Linked DNA regions of Mus musculus: region 1 is linked to region 2. The links are chromatin contacts, called in public HiChIP or PLAC-seq maps. All regions are on one chromosome and are shown on one strand. Each heading gives the region's core, a stretch centred on a gene start, on an enhancer-like site or on the middle of the called end of the contact. The rest is flanking DNA. Distances are from core to core; before and after follow the strand shown. Region 1 holds the start of Nupl2 (nucleoporin like 2). Region 2 overlaps Klhl7 (kelch-like 7).

Evidence for each region. HiChIP or PLAC-seq counts read pairs in DNA pulled down with a chosen protein or histone mark.
Region 1: a contact with region 2 is called in an RNA polymerase II HiChIP or PLAC-seq map of embryonic stem cells, with 27 read pairs. The contact joins the promoter of Nupl2 here to the enhancer-like site in region 2. A contact is called at or near these places in 4 of 39 promoter capture datasets (the HPC-7 cell line, cranial neural crest, embryonic stem cells and 1 more), 7 of 484 Hi-C or Micro-C datasets (cortical neurons, differentiating embryonic stem cells, forebrain and 3 more), 5 of 115 datasets of contacts at active chromatin or transcription factors (the SCID.adh cell line, embryonic stem cells and microglia) and 3 of 9 other capture datasets (adipose tissue, liver and pancreatic islet).

Annotation. Positions count from the first base shown.
Region 1 is chr5:24,162,746-24,169,882 of GRCm38.p6, reverse strand. It overlaps Nupl2 (nucleoporin like 2), which reads right to left and starts at 4,920. Exons shown (of 7, transcript NM_153092.4): 1 at 4,680-4,920; 2 at 2,318-2,540; 3 at 493-587. The coding sequence starts at 4,806. It also overlaps a transcript of Klhl7 not described here.
Region 2 is chr5:24,121,357-24,128,317 of GRCm38.p6, reverse strand. Klhl7 (kelch-like 7) reads right to left here. Exons shown (of 11, transcript NM_026448.3): 2 at 1,394-1,496; 3 at 556-649; 4 at 214-338. Among named protein-coding and RNA genes, the nearest start is that of Klhl7, 24 kb to the right of the region's middle. Within about 2 kb of position 3,402, at least 25 of the 459 cell types and tissues checked have an H3K27ac peak or open chromatin away from gene starts, as enhancers often do. A contact at or near this core is called in embryonic stem cells, where this site is marked.

The DNA.
Region 1 (7,137 bases), core at 3,671-6,170, 40 kb before region 2:
GCAGGATTCTTGGTGGGGAAGAGGAGGAAAGGCAAGGCAGCAGCCAGGGCTCCAATGGAGGGCAGCGTGGGACCCTCCTGGCCACAAGGTAGCACTGAGGGCATCCTGAGGGTTTACAGAGGGAATCCATAAAGCAGGGCCTCTCCTTAGTTGACTGAATTAAAACTGTGTAGATCCTGATTTTATTATTCTTTCTTGAGAATAAATAATATAAACTAAAAGAATTACATTATGGCTTTCAGTCTCTGAATCATTTAGCTGGGATACTTGAATACTTTAAAAAAGATCAAATTCTAGCTGTGCCTAAGTTTGGAATAAATTTATTTAGCATGGCCTAGTTTTAGACAGTAGAAATTTTATATTTTAAAAACACATACAAGTACAGGGTTGCATCCATAGCCTAGTGGCAGGGCTCTTGCCTAGCATGTATGCTGGTCTGGGTTCCATCCTCACCAAAAAACAGCCAACAAGTCAAGCACGTTTCCCAGTTACCTGAAATATTGGGTTTCTTTCTCACTGGCGAGTAAACAGAAAACATCCACTGTCCCGACGACTCCCAAACTTCTACGTCCTTAACAATTCCTTCCCTGGAAAAAGAAGAAAAGAAAGAAAAATGAGAGTAATGGATATTTTACTTGCTCATTAAAATTTGTTACTTATGAAGTTAAGTGACTAAAAATTTAAATTCTAGTAAATACATAAGTTTACATATTTTTAATTTTCTTTTCTTTTTTTGTTTTTGTTTTGTTTTTTGAGACAGGGTTTCTTTCTGTAGCCCTGGCTGTCCTGGAACTCACTCTGTAGGCCAGGCTGGCTTCAATTCAGAGCTCCTCCTGCCTCTGCCTCCGAAGTGCCAGATTAAAGGCGTGTGCCACCACCATCTTCTTTTCTGAAGACTCTTTTCTACCTCAGAAGTTCACAGAACTATGAATGACAACCTGAGCATGGTGGAACACAGCTGCAGTCCTAGCACCTGGGTGATTGAGGAGAATTTTGAGGCCAGGCAGGTAACACAGTGAGTTTAAGGTCAATCTGGGCTGTACACTGTTTCCAAAACAACAAACACCTTGTATTTTGTAGTTACAAATAATAAAGAATAATTAATAGTGCTATCTTTTTAATTAATAGAAAAACTAATCCATATACTTAAGAATTATCATAAATATAATATTTTTTAAAGAACTAAATACAATGCACAGTATTTTTAACTGGAAACAATAAAAAGTACCACTACCAGTTATAGAGAATCATTAAAATTTAAGAGTGGGTTATAGGACTTCAGATATATTTTACTTAAATTTTCTACTTTGTAATATAGGAAACAGGTCCATGTACTTAAAACATATACTTTTAAATAATTTATTTTTAGCTTTATGTGCCTTGGTGTATGTCTGTGTGAGGGTGTTGAATCCCTTGGAACTGGAGTTACCAAAAGTTGTGAGCTGCTGTGTGGGTACTGGAAATTGAACTCAGGTCCCCTGGAAAGACAGCCAATGTTCTTAACTGCTAAGCCACCTCTCCAGCCTTCAGATCTGTGCACTTAACAGCAAATCTGAACAAAGTTATACATTTGACTCTAAATTAATGTTTCTTTCATATCGAATGTGACCATTAACTACTAAAGTGATAGGTATCACAAAGGATGCTATTACACTTAGGATCACAATAGAACTTTGCCTTGTTACACACACACACACACACACACACACACACACACACACATACACACACACACACACACACAATTGATGCTTGAAGATTTAGGCACAGTCCTCAGCATTTCAGAAACAAATGGCTGGTGAAGTGACAACACTCTGGAGACAGAGAGGCAGTGAGACCTGAGTTACAAACCAGCCTGGACTACATAGGGAGACCCTGCTTTCAAATAAAACAAAGCCTGCTTGTCCCCTTAAAAAAAATACACCCCAAACTAACCTAAAAATTCACTCTTTATGGAACTTCAAATAGGGAAACTGAAATAAAGGTTTTACAAAGAAAAATATGTGATATTATCAGTACCCTTGAGGATAGCGATTGTTCTGAGTTACCCGATACTCTGTAAAGAGCACAGAGCACACCGACTTTAGTTTAAGCAAGACTGACCTTTGAAATATGCTAGTACAGCAGGAAGTGGACCAGAGCAGACAAACCTAAGAACGCACACTAAGTGATGAGGTCTGAGAAGCTCACAGTGTGAACAGACTGGCTGAGCCACAGGGCCACGGGTGACTTCTTTTTCTTGTTTTGCTTACTGAAAACACTGTAATTGCTTCTGGAAAAGCTAAGCAATTGATTTTCTACAACACTTTTAACTCACAGAAGTTTCTTTTCATCTTTCTGCTCATCAGAGAGAGGTGAAGCAAAAGGGTTTTGAGATGACCCAAAGCCTCTGCTGGTAGAAGCCCCAGAATCAAAAGAGCCGAATGGTGGTTTGTCCTGATCTCTGCTGCCACCCCATGGTGTGGACTTGGGGAAGCTGGAAGGCTGGATGACGTTGGAGTACCTCTGGCTGCTGGCATTCCACCCTCGACGGTTATTCCCTAAAATAATCAAGAAAACAAACAATCAGAAAATTGGTAAATTTTTCCAATCTTGAAGATCTCTATTACATTTTATGTTATTATGTCTTGACATTATACACAGTGCTATTTTCTACTAGTTTTAAATGACAATCCCTTTATGAGTTATAGTTTGTTATATGTTATAACAAGTCACATAATGTTCTCTTTATATTAAAAAATGAGATCAAGGCCAGGTGTGTTGGTGTAAGAATTTAATCACAGCACTGTGGAGGGAGAGACAGGCAGGTCTCTAAGTTCCAGGTCAGTCAGAACTATATAGTGAGGCCTCATCTCAAAAAGCAAATAAAAACCCCAAAACCCAAGCTGACAAAAAGCAACAACAAAGTGAGATCAATGTGATCATAGAAATATAAAGACATATCGGTGAGTTCAGTGTTAAGCCTATTAAATTGACCATGAGGGAATAAATAAAAAATACTCTAAACATCTCTAAAAGCTTTGCGGTGAGCCCAGCTCGGTCAAGGCCCTCATTTGACCTATCATTGGATGTGTGTGTATGCTTCTGCACTGGGCCATAGAGACAATGAATGAAAGAGAACAATGAATAAACTGGATAATAAAAAGGGTTAAATTTTACTTTCTGTCCTTAAATAGGTATTTAAAAAGTGTTTGCCTCTGTCTTTACTTTGTGGACACAATGCCCACAACCTATCCTTCATATAGAGATCGCAGAGCTTACTAATAGGTAAAGTATAGCGTAGATTTCTAACAACTCATAAAATAATAATAATAAGCCAATAGGACTTGTTTCAGGTTTTGATACTGTTTTTAATCTTATCACTTCCTAGTTTATGCTAGGATAAAGGTAATTTATCTTAGGATTTAGAAAATATATCACTTAATATATACTAAAAACAGACTGATAGAGTACTCCTCTGGCTGAAATAGACATGCCTTTAGTACACAGCTTTAATCTCAGACATCGAAAGTAAAGTTAGTCTGTAGAAGGAAGCAGCTATGTTTGAAAGTGGTATCTAATTGAGTGCCAGACAAAGTGACAAATCAGAGAAAAATTTGACAGAATAGGATATGCCCAGCTCTCACAGGAGGAGGAACAGGAAGCTACGTAAGATGGAGCAGAGCAGAGGGAAAGAGAGAGGTATTTAAGGCCCAAATGTGGGCCTTAAAATTACAAAGCATTCTTTTTCTTTCTTTTCATTCTAAAGTTTTATTTGTATTTTTCCCCTAATTATCTATCTACTGAACATTTACTTGCAAATTACTACATTTAAAGTAGGTTTCCAGAGACCAAATGGCAAACATTCCTCTCAGCAGTCCCTGGGAGTATACCAGTATCTATCGGAACCTGACTCCTAATTTGGAGTCTTTCACTAGAAGCATTGTAGATGATACAATCTGTCTCCTCCACGAAAAGACTGGAAATATGAAACCAGCATGAACACAGGGGCTGGAGGAGCCTTAAAGAGAAGGGGAAAGAGAAGCACCCACTGACAACGTCACGAACTAGGTTCCACTGGGCAGTGGTAGCACATGACTTTAATTTCAGCACTCAGGAGGCAGAGGCAGGTGGATCTCTGTGAGTTCAAGGCCAGCCTGGTCTACAAAGAGTTTTTCAGGACAGCTAGGGCTGTTACACAGAGAAAGCCGATCTCTGAAAACCTAAAAACCAAAACAAACAAAAAACTAGGTTCCAAAATTAAGAGAACAAAACGTATTTATCTGACTTCTAAAACCTTGTTTTGTGCTGGTTTAATGTCTAACCCCTGAATACCCTTTCCACAAAACTTGTAAGGTTCTTGACCCAGTGTCGGAAGCTACTAACTAAAGCCCAGATTTTAAGAGCTTGTGATCACGGACAAGGAAGGGGAAAGAGTAGAGAAAGGGGTCTGAATGAACCCACGTGAATTCTCCCTACCACTGCCATTCACCAAAAAGGAGGTTTTGATGAAGATATCTCTAATTTAAAAACGCAGTGTTTGACAGGAGCACCCAAGTCCAAACGCCTGTCCACGTGTGACGATCAGAAACGACTTGTCAAACTACTGGGGGTGAGACGTCGCATGCCAGGGCAGGGGCCCGGGGTGGAGGTGTGCGTCCGCAGCAAGTGGCCCTGGCTCAAGGCTCCCAGACCGTCACCTGAGGGTGGCTGCTGCTGCGGTGGCGGCTGCCGAGCCCCGCCCGCACCCCGGGCGCCGGGATGCTCGTTCCAGCAGCGGTCTCCGAAGCGGCACCGGCCTTGAAGGAAAAACTGGCATATGGTCATGGTAGCGCCGTCCCAGCTCGACCCTGCTCGCGGTCGCCGGCGAGGGCCCAGGCTCCAGCAACCGAGGCCCGGCTAGTGTGACGTCATCGCCCCGCGCCCAGAGGCTCTGTGACCAGTGTGCCGTGAGCCGCGTGGGCTTTAGCCAATGGGATTTAAGAAGAGCAGAGCTGTCAGCGCTCGGGTATGCTGAAATGGGACGCGGTCGTTGGATCCCTGACCCGGACCCGGACCCGGACCTGAACCCGGACCCGAATCTAGAGAATACCAGATATAGCAGACAACCAGCAACCCTCTAGTTGGCTGTATACAGTCTGCGAGACTCATTCGTTCTTTACATTTACTTGGGGGGGGGGGAGGTAAAAATGGGCTTAACAACGAAAAAAAATCTGTTTATCAAGAGAGATTATTTACAGAAAGCCAGCTGTAACCAGGAAACAGGACTCAATGCAGGCGAAAAGCATCTATTAGTTTCTTAGTCGGTAATGTCTTAAAATTTCACGTAAATGTTGCCTTTTGAAATTTCATCAGGAAAAATGACAAAGAGTAAAACCGACACAGAAGCAGCCCGATTTTCCTCAGGAGCAGTTTCAGATAAAGGTTTTCTGAAAGTATCCAATTTACTGTTTTTTGTTTGTTTTGTTTGTTTTGTTGAGATACGGTCTTACTAGCTGGCCTCGAACCCACAGAAATCCACCTACCTTAGTGCTAAGATCAAAACCGTACACCCACTACGTTTCATTTATTATCTTTACAGTTCTCATGCAGGACCCTGTATCAGTATAAAACAAGTACATTATATAACAATGAAATGAAATTGCTCTTGGAAATTAAAATTGGAGAATGGGGATAAACTAAGAGTTGAAGGCAGCTTAGAGACTCCTCAGACTCAAAGTATACCTTGAGTCTCATTTTATATTTTGGTTATGCTAGAGGATGGAGAGATCAAAAGCAAAACTCTAACTAGTAATCCTAACACTTGTGATGGTAAATACTGTCAACTTGATTACTTTTAGAATCACCATAGACACAAATCTCTGGACTTGGAGGGTCAGACTTAGATCCCCATAGATACACACCTTTGAGCATGTCTGTGAAGATGCTTTCACAAAGGTTGAACTGGAAAGATGTACCCTTAATGAGGACTGCATTCTCAAAGGAGTGGGCACACACTGAATAAAAAGGCAAATTCAAGTTGAACATCCATTGCTGTTGCTAGACTGCAAATACAATGTGCCCAGCTGTCTCATGCTCCTGTTGAAATCCCGTCCAAGCTGTGCTAGACTGTACCTTAATCTGTGAGCCAGAATCAACACATGCTTCTGAGGTTGCTTTTACCAGGGTTTGTCATAGTAATAGGAAACACAATCTAGATAGCTCTATATGTAGGTGTAATCTAGCATGGTCTCAGTCATCCTCCTGCCTCAGCTTACCAAAGTGAGAACTGCCACTATTTTGAATCTTCACACCCGCCCACAACAAATTGAGTTATGTTTAAAAGGAGTAAAACTGGTAATATCAGAGTGAAACCTTAAAAATCTTTGGAGGAAAAATTAAGGGGTTCAAAAGGATCAATCAGGATTTAATGCTGCAACCCACAAAATGCTCTTTCATAATACCAGTTTACTGAAGTTTAATGAGAACTGGTTTGGTGCCATATTGGATGGAGTAAATTGGATTTTACCTAATGCAAACAGTCAAAAAAGAATATAGATTTAGTTGAATAACTTTATTAAATGGCACATTTTGATATTGGTGTATTAAAATGCCTCATGACTCAAACATTTTCATGACACTATAATGACAAGTTTTAAAAACTAGACCACAGAGCCACAGTTACTGTTATAATATGGAACAAGTTTTGTCTACTAAACATTCATACTCAAATTGTGATTCTCAAAAGTAAAACCCATGTATCATCAAAATAAAGCACTTCAAAGGACAGAACACTGACAAACCCAGTATCTACTGAAATGAAAGCAGAGTACATTATAGGAAAGGAACTTTTTGAAAAAGTAATGAAATGTACTTTATATACAAAGAAATTTGAATACAAAGCAATTTGTATATGAAGTAATATACTTTGAATAGTTTACTTTTACCCATTATCCTTTAGAATTGTGAATGATAGTTCTGGTTTGGGGGAAGACGTGTTCTTATTAGGAACATGATACAGGTTATTAGGAGTAAAGGAACTTTATAGAAAGCTTTATAAAATGTTATGTGTTCTAGTTAATCAGCAGCCTAAAAAGAACAGCTAATATAGTCAAAATATTTTAACAGTGCTGCCTATTCTACAGGGGTAACTGCTCTATCAGTGTGATTACAGTGTAA
Region 2 (6,961 bases), core at 2,153-4,652:
GATAAGTAAAAACTAACTGTAAAAGCCATATTAATTTTAGAAAATAGTAACACTGTATTTATTGAGCTTATTGCTGCCTTTTAAAAAAGTTTCATTGGATACTAGTTTAAGGTTAGATGAAAAGTCTTACCAATATGTTTTTTTCTTTATTTAAATACACAATGAGGATTAAAAAAAAAAAAAAAAAAAAGCCAGGAATCTGGTATTTCTTACCAAGACAATTTGAAGCATCAACTTGTTCTTTCAAAAAATCAACACACATTTTCTTCACAGGTTCAATCTGGTACTGATTTGCTGCATCTAACAAAGACTGAACATTGTTGCTATTCACAGAAATTCTGTAAGTTAAAGGGAATATTAATTTCACACAATTTTTAATTGCTTAAATAATATTACTGTGAAGTGTACTCTCCTATGACATTAGGATCCCTCTAATTCCTCCATTACAGTTTTTTGTTCTAAGAAGTCAGGAGCAAACCAATTTGTCACAATGATGTTTTTCTGTGTCAGACCCCAATTTTATTCCCCCCAAAAGAATGATTCTTTTTAACTCACCTAGCAGTATAAGCAAATTCCACCAGTTGTTCAATAATATCAGGTTCAGCATCTTTGAGTTCTACTTCAAAGGACTTAGATTCAAGCATGTTAGCTAAAAGAAGAACAAACATGAATGATACCAGCACTATCACAGGTTTAACTGAGGAACCGGCCATGCCAGGTTACAGTAAACACAGTGACCACTAGGACTGTTATTTCTAGAGGGAATAAATACAAAAACTCTTTATCTTAGTAGCACCTGTTGAATTGAGCTAACAGCTTCCTCAAGTATAAATGGGAAAGACAGAAAACTAGATTTTTTTCCCTTCCAAGACCTAAAATAATTCAGCGTCACTCTTCTCTAATATCCTCCAAATTCTCAGAGATAGGTAGGGCATCAAAGTCAACACCTGAGGCAGGTTCACTATTTAAGTTGATGAAGATCACAGAGAAGAGACAGGTGTCATGATGCACACCTGCAATCCCAGCACTAGGGAGGAGGCAGAGGGAAGAGGACAACTCAAAGTTCCAAGCCCCGTCCTGGCTGGCTCCTGTCTGAGATCAACAAACCAATCCTCATAAGGCAATACTGAAGGGTGTAATCAGGCTCTAGGTTTCAGCTAAAAATAGACTTTTTTCCACGACAGTATGTCTCCTTTCCCTCCGTCCTCCACTTGGGGCTAATGAAGGAGCATTCACTGTGTGACCGACATCACAGCTGACCACTCTCATTCTCTTTACTGTCTTGTAGCCTTAAGTTATAAAAAGCTTTAAAAACTAGAAAAAAAAATGCTTATTTAGACTCTACCCAATTCTCATAGAAAAAAACAATAGTTTTTAACCTAAAAACACTTACTTGTGAACATTAAGTTAAAGAAGTGACTGGCTGCAGCCAGGACAACGCGGTGAGCGGGGATCTTTCTTTCCTGGACAGTGAGGATCACGTCACACAGTGTTCTCTAGTAGAGGAGAAAAGTATATGAAAAGGAGCTCACTGGTTGGAGCTCAGCAATAGTAAGTATAGCAAAGTAGGAACCTACCAAATGCTGTAATGCCTGTACATATTTTCTACTTATATCCTTTCCACACACTTTAGAGAGCATTTGTCAAAGACTTAGAGTACCTGTTAGATAGTATCAACATTTGGTACTATACTTCCAACAGTCAAGAGAAACACAAGTTAGTGTATTAAAAGCAAGTCTGGTATATAAAGGGGATTCCAGGACAGCCAAGATTATAGAAAGAGACCCTATCCTGAAAAACAAAAGAGAAACAAACAAAACAAAAGTCTGCAGAGCTGCATGGGTGGTACACAGCCGCCCAGAGGCTGAGGAGAATCACTCTGAGGCCAGTCTGGGCTGTATAAGGACATCCTATCTTGCTTTGACTGTCAATAGAAAAAGAGTCTGCTAATCCTTCAGGGAAGCCAAAACTTTTTTCCTGTCATAAATTCTAAGGCCTTTATTGTTAGCTTTCAACAGGGAAGGGGACAATTAAATGATATAATATGTGCAAGTTATCAATGCTTGGTAAAATCCAGAGAATATGGCACATAACCCAAAAAGGTAGTGGGAACCAGAAAGGACTCAGACACAGAGTAAATGAAGTGACTCTTTAGCAATCTTCCCTTAAATAGCTTGTCTCACAAACATCCTTTAAATAGAAGCTGGATAGCAGCCATTTCTAAACTAATTCCTGACCAAGACAACAGCAGTGACACTCTAGGCTGTGCAAAGAAGGTAGGCCTGCAATAACTTAAACTTCAAAAGGATAGGGAAAAAAAGGAGTACTGAAAATACATCAAGGGTTAGCACCTTACAGATGACTTTTAAAGAAAAAGAAATGTCTTTGGGGGAACACATCAAAAAATATATTCACAATGAAGCTGAAGATATTCTAACCACTGGGAGGTAACATATTCCATTATTCTTTTTTTTTTTTATTTTAAGTTTTAACTGTTATGTGTATGGGTGTTTTGATTGTAAGTATGTCTGTGTACCACATGACCCCTGAGGGAGTCAGATGAGGATGTCAATCCCCAGGCATCGGGATGGTTTTTAAATGCCATGTGAGTGATGGGAATTGAACCTGGGTCCTTTGCTGAGCCATCTTTCCAGCCCCATATTAAGTGGTTTGTAAATCTTGTTGCAAATCAATAATTTAGTAGCTTAGCAGATACAGTTTTTGCAAATTTTAAGTGTTTTCCTAAATAAGTATTTTACTAATAGTTTTTGAAAAATTGACATTTCCTACTATTTAGCTATTTTGTTTATGTGAGTACACACATGCGTGCATGCATGCGTATGCGTGTACCACATATATGCAGATAAGTATACATACATGGCCTGTGCATTCAGTGGTCAAAAAAGGTTATCCCGTTGTCTCCCTCCTCCACCTACCTCCACTAACTGACTAAATCTCTCAATGAACATAAAGCTGGCTGTCTTTGTGAGGCTGGACGAGAGGGCTTTCAGGACCAGATCTCTCCACCTTCCACTCGGTTATAAACACATTTGCTTTGTGGGGCTTTTCTGTGGGAATTTGAAACCAGCTCCTCTTGCTTACACAGCAAGTGCTCTTACCCATTAAGCCATTCCACCAATCCTACTTTATTTTGCGAATAAAAATCCAAGTAAGATGCTAATACTTAGGAAAAAGGAAAGGAGCCACCCAAAGCAGACTAAAAGAGATACAGAACTTTACATTTAGTCTATTTCAAGATTTGTTAAGTTTTGTGGGCCAGTACTTAGAATCTTATGCAGATTGGTAGCCCCTAAAGCTATTGTTGCTTCCATAGAAAGCTGAGCTTTTAAAGGTTCACTGTCTGACCTATGTGAGTAGGGTGCAAACAAGCAACAGTCCTCGGGTGACTTGCCATATGCCATACTAAAATATGCAAAGTAGTGCACACAGAATCTCTGATGTACTGTGTAGACACAGCACCTGTCAGTAAAAAAAACAAAAAAAAAAACAAAACAAAACAAAAAAAACCTATGGGCTATATATAGGAAGGGGTAGAATAGAAGGAGGGACATCTGGTAGGAAAAAAGGATTCTGGGAAAGAGACGTGTGGGAAATTCACCCAGGAACATGGAGGACAGAAGCCTGGGGGCTAGCCATGTGGCAGAACTTAGACTAGAATGAATGGGATATTAAGTTATGATCTAATCAGGGAATCAACCAAAGCATAAGGCCAAAAGTGTTTATAAATATATTTTGAGTCTCAGAGTTGTTATTAGGGAGGGGGCGGGGCTGATGGCACTCAACATGGAAGGCATGTAATTTAAACCTTTTCATTCATATTCAGGTATTAGACAGAGTAGTGGGTAAAGAGCAGGAAACAAAGGGCCCTGCTGGGCTACAGAGCACTTGATTGAGGCCCCTGAGCCTGCATTCTCTCTCAGACTAACAGAAATCCTGCCCCAGGACAGGATTTGTGCCCCAGCTGCTACAGCAAGAGACAAAGGCAGCACTTCTAAGAGTAGGATGGAAGCAGGACTTTAGCAGGTCAAAGGAGAACTCAACTCAGTACAGCTAGGCTAGCTGAGGGGCAGGGAGACAGAGTCTGAGGGGTCATTCCTCTAATGAACACAGAGCAGAAACACACAAGTTCAAAACACAGCTCTCAGTTAAACCTGAGAGTGCTGAACTACAGTCACCTTCTCAGAGTGGGGGAAAGCCATAGGAGGTATTTGTGAGTATATGCTGCACACACAAGGGCCCAGGACTGCAGTGGCATAAGACAAAACTGCGGTTTTTCTGCAATTCACCCTTTCCTGTTAACCAGAGGGCCAAGGACAGTGGCAGTGTCCTGAGCTAAACAATAAAGGGAGACAAAAAAAGGACACACAGAAAGAATCCAAATGAACCAAAACTTCTTTTCAGAGAAGGTAAAAAAATTGTTTTAAGACTGAAAAGGGAAGAAAACTGGATTTAAATTTCACACACATATATAAAAATAATCCAAAATTGATAACTATAAAGATGAACAATGACAGAGGTTGTCTAGCTTATCTGATCTCTTTTAAATGGTTCAAAGACACAAATAAGAGAAACAGATACATCTAAACTGGAAGTAGCATATCACTGATTATGACAATTATCATACTAATAATCCTCATTTTCACCTTAACAGTACTATTGCCTTCTCAGAGATAAAGCCTTAGACAAAAATTTTGAAAATTTATAAATCAGACTAAGAAAAAACCTAAAACATCAGCGATGAAGTAAAATGGAGAAAGTAACATTTGGAAACAAGATTTAGAAAAAAATTCTTAACTTATAATCACACTGCTAAGATATCAGAGATAAAACATAGTGTGAGACCCCAACTTAGAGCGTTTCTCCCCTAGAAGGTAATGCCCCTGGATGTTTCCCAAGCTTATTTTCCCTGATCTCTAAAAATACAGCCAGAAAGAAGCTCTTTGTTCTCTATAGCCAGCAAAAAGCTTTTGTTTCTGTGCCTTCCAGCTAGAGATTCCATAACTGTAGGAAGACCTACAAGGACATGGAGATAGACCAGGAGAGGAGGCTGCAGCTCACTCTCCCCCTCACCAGAAAGGAGCTGTAGCCAACTCTCCTCCCAACTTCTTCCAACTCCTCCCAATTCCTCACTAGCTGTTAAAAGCCCCCTACTGTCACCGCTCCTGGTCAAACTCCCCTGCCCTGCACCAAGAAGGGACTTCCTCCTCTGCTAGCTGATAATAAAACCTCTTGCAGTTTGCATCAGGTGTGGTTTTCTCTCCAGATGTTGGGGTGTTGGCCAGCTCATCCCGGGACTTGAGCTGAGGCCCAGCATCAGGGGTCTTACAATAGGGAGGGAAAAAAATTAAGGCAGACTTTCTCAAAGAAGAGGCTGAAAAACTAGATACTAGATTGGAGACCACAGAGCAGATGGAGGATTCTTTGAATCAAAATAGAGAACACTCACAGAAATCCAATCTAGAATTCACAGTAAATCAAAAGAGACAGTTCCAGATGAGAAAAATCTACAAAGGCTTAAAGAATTAAAATGGCAGCCCATAAAGAGATAACACATTGAGCTAAGAATCTAGATTCTACTTAAGGGAACAACGCCATACAGCAGATTATATGTTTCACTCAATGGAATTTAGAGTATTAAGATATATATGTGTTGATGCATCATACTATTTGATGTAGATTCAGAATCCCAATAGGCTTCTGCCTTGAATTCTGAAAAAGGGGATTCTGAGATTGCACATTTAATAGAAACTATGATAATTATAGCTATGCCTGCACAAATAGAGACTGACACTATTCCAACATAAGTCTCTATTAAACTGAAACAGTTCTTTACATATTCCAATGTAGAGCATGTGTGGTTTTGGCACACAGTCCTACAGCACTGGTAGCTGTAGAAGACCAATCACACTGTGAAGGCAACGCACTGACAGATGGAAGCTGAGGCTGCCTCAGCTTATGCACCCACTGGAAAAACAACAAACATTTTTATATTATAGCATGAAACCTGTTGTAGATATAATCTATACTCCTACCGGTCAAGCAATTATGGAGAGATCTAACAAAAATTTAAGAGAGATACTCATAGAACAAGATAATTTAAAAAATTCTTCTAGGGATAAATTAAATGATGTTTTGTTGCCTTTGAATTTTTTTCAATTTTTTTATTAGATATTTTCTTCATTTACATTTCAAATGCTATCCCGAAAGCCTCCTCCCCCTGCCCTGCTCCCCAACCCACCCACTCCCACTTCTTGGCCCTGGCCTTCCCCTGTACTGAGGCATATAAAGTTTGCAAGACCAAGGGGCCTCTCTTCCCAATGATGGTCGACTAGGCCATCTTCTGCTACATATGCAGCTACAGACACGAGCTCTGGGGGTACTGATTAGTTCATATTGTTGTTCCACCTATAGGGTTGGAGACCCCTTCAGCTCCTTGGGTACTTTCTCTAGCTCCTCCATTGGGGGCCCTGTGTTCCATCTGATAGATGACTGTGAGCATCCACTTCTGTATTTGCCAGGCACTGGCATAGCCTCATATGAGACAGCTATATCAGGGTCCTTTCAGCAGAATCATGCTGGCATATGCCATAGTGTCTGTGTTTGGTGGTTGATTATGGGATGGATCTCCGGGTGGGGCAGTCTCTGGATGGTCCATTCTTTTGTCTCAGCTCCAAACTTTGTCTCTGTAACTCCTTCCATGAGTATTTTGTTCCCGATGAGAAGGAGGAATGAAGTAGCCACGTGTTGGTCTTCCTTCTTCTTGATTTTCTTGTGTTGTGCAAATTTTATATTGGGTATTCTAAGTTCTGGGCTAATATCCACTTATCAGTGAGTGCATATCAAGTGAGTGTGACTGGGTTTACCTCACTCAGGATGGTATCCTCCAGATACATCCATTTGCCTAAGAATTTCATAAATTCACTGTTTTTAATAGCTGAGT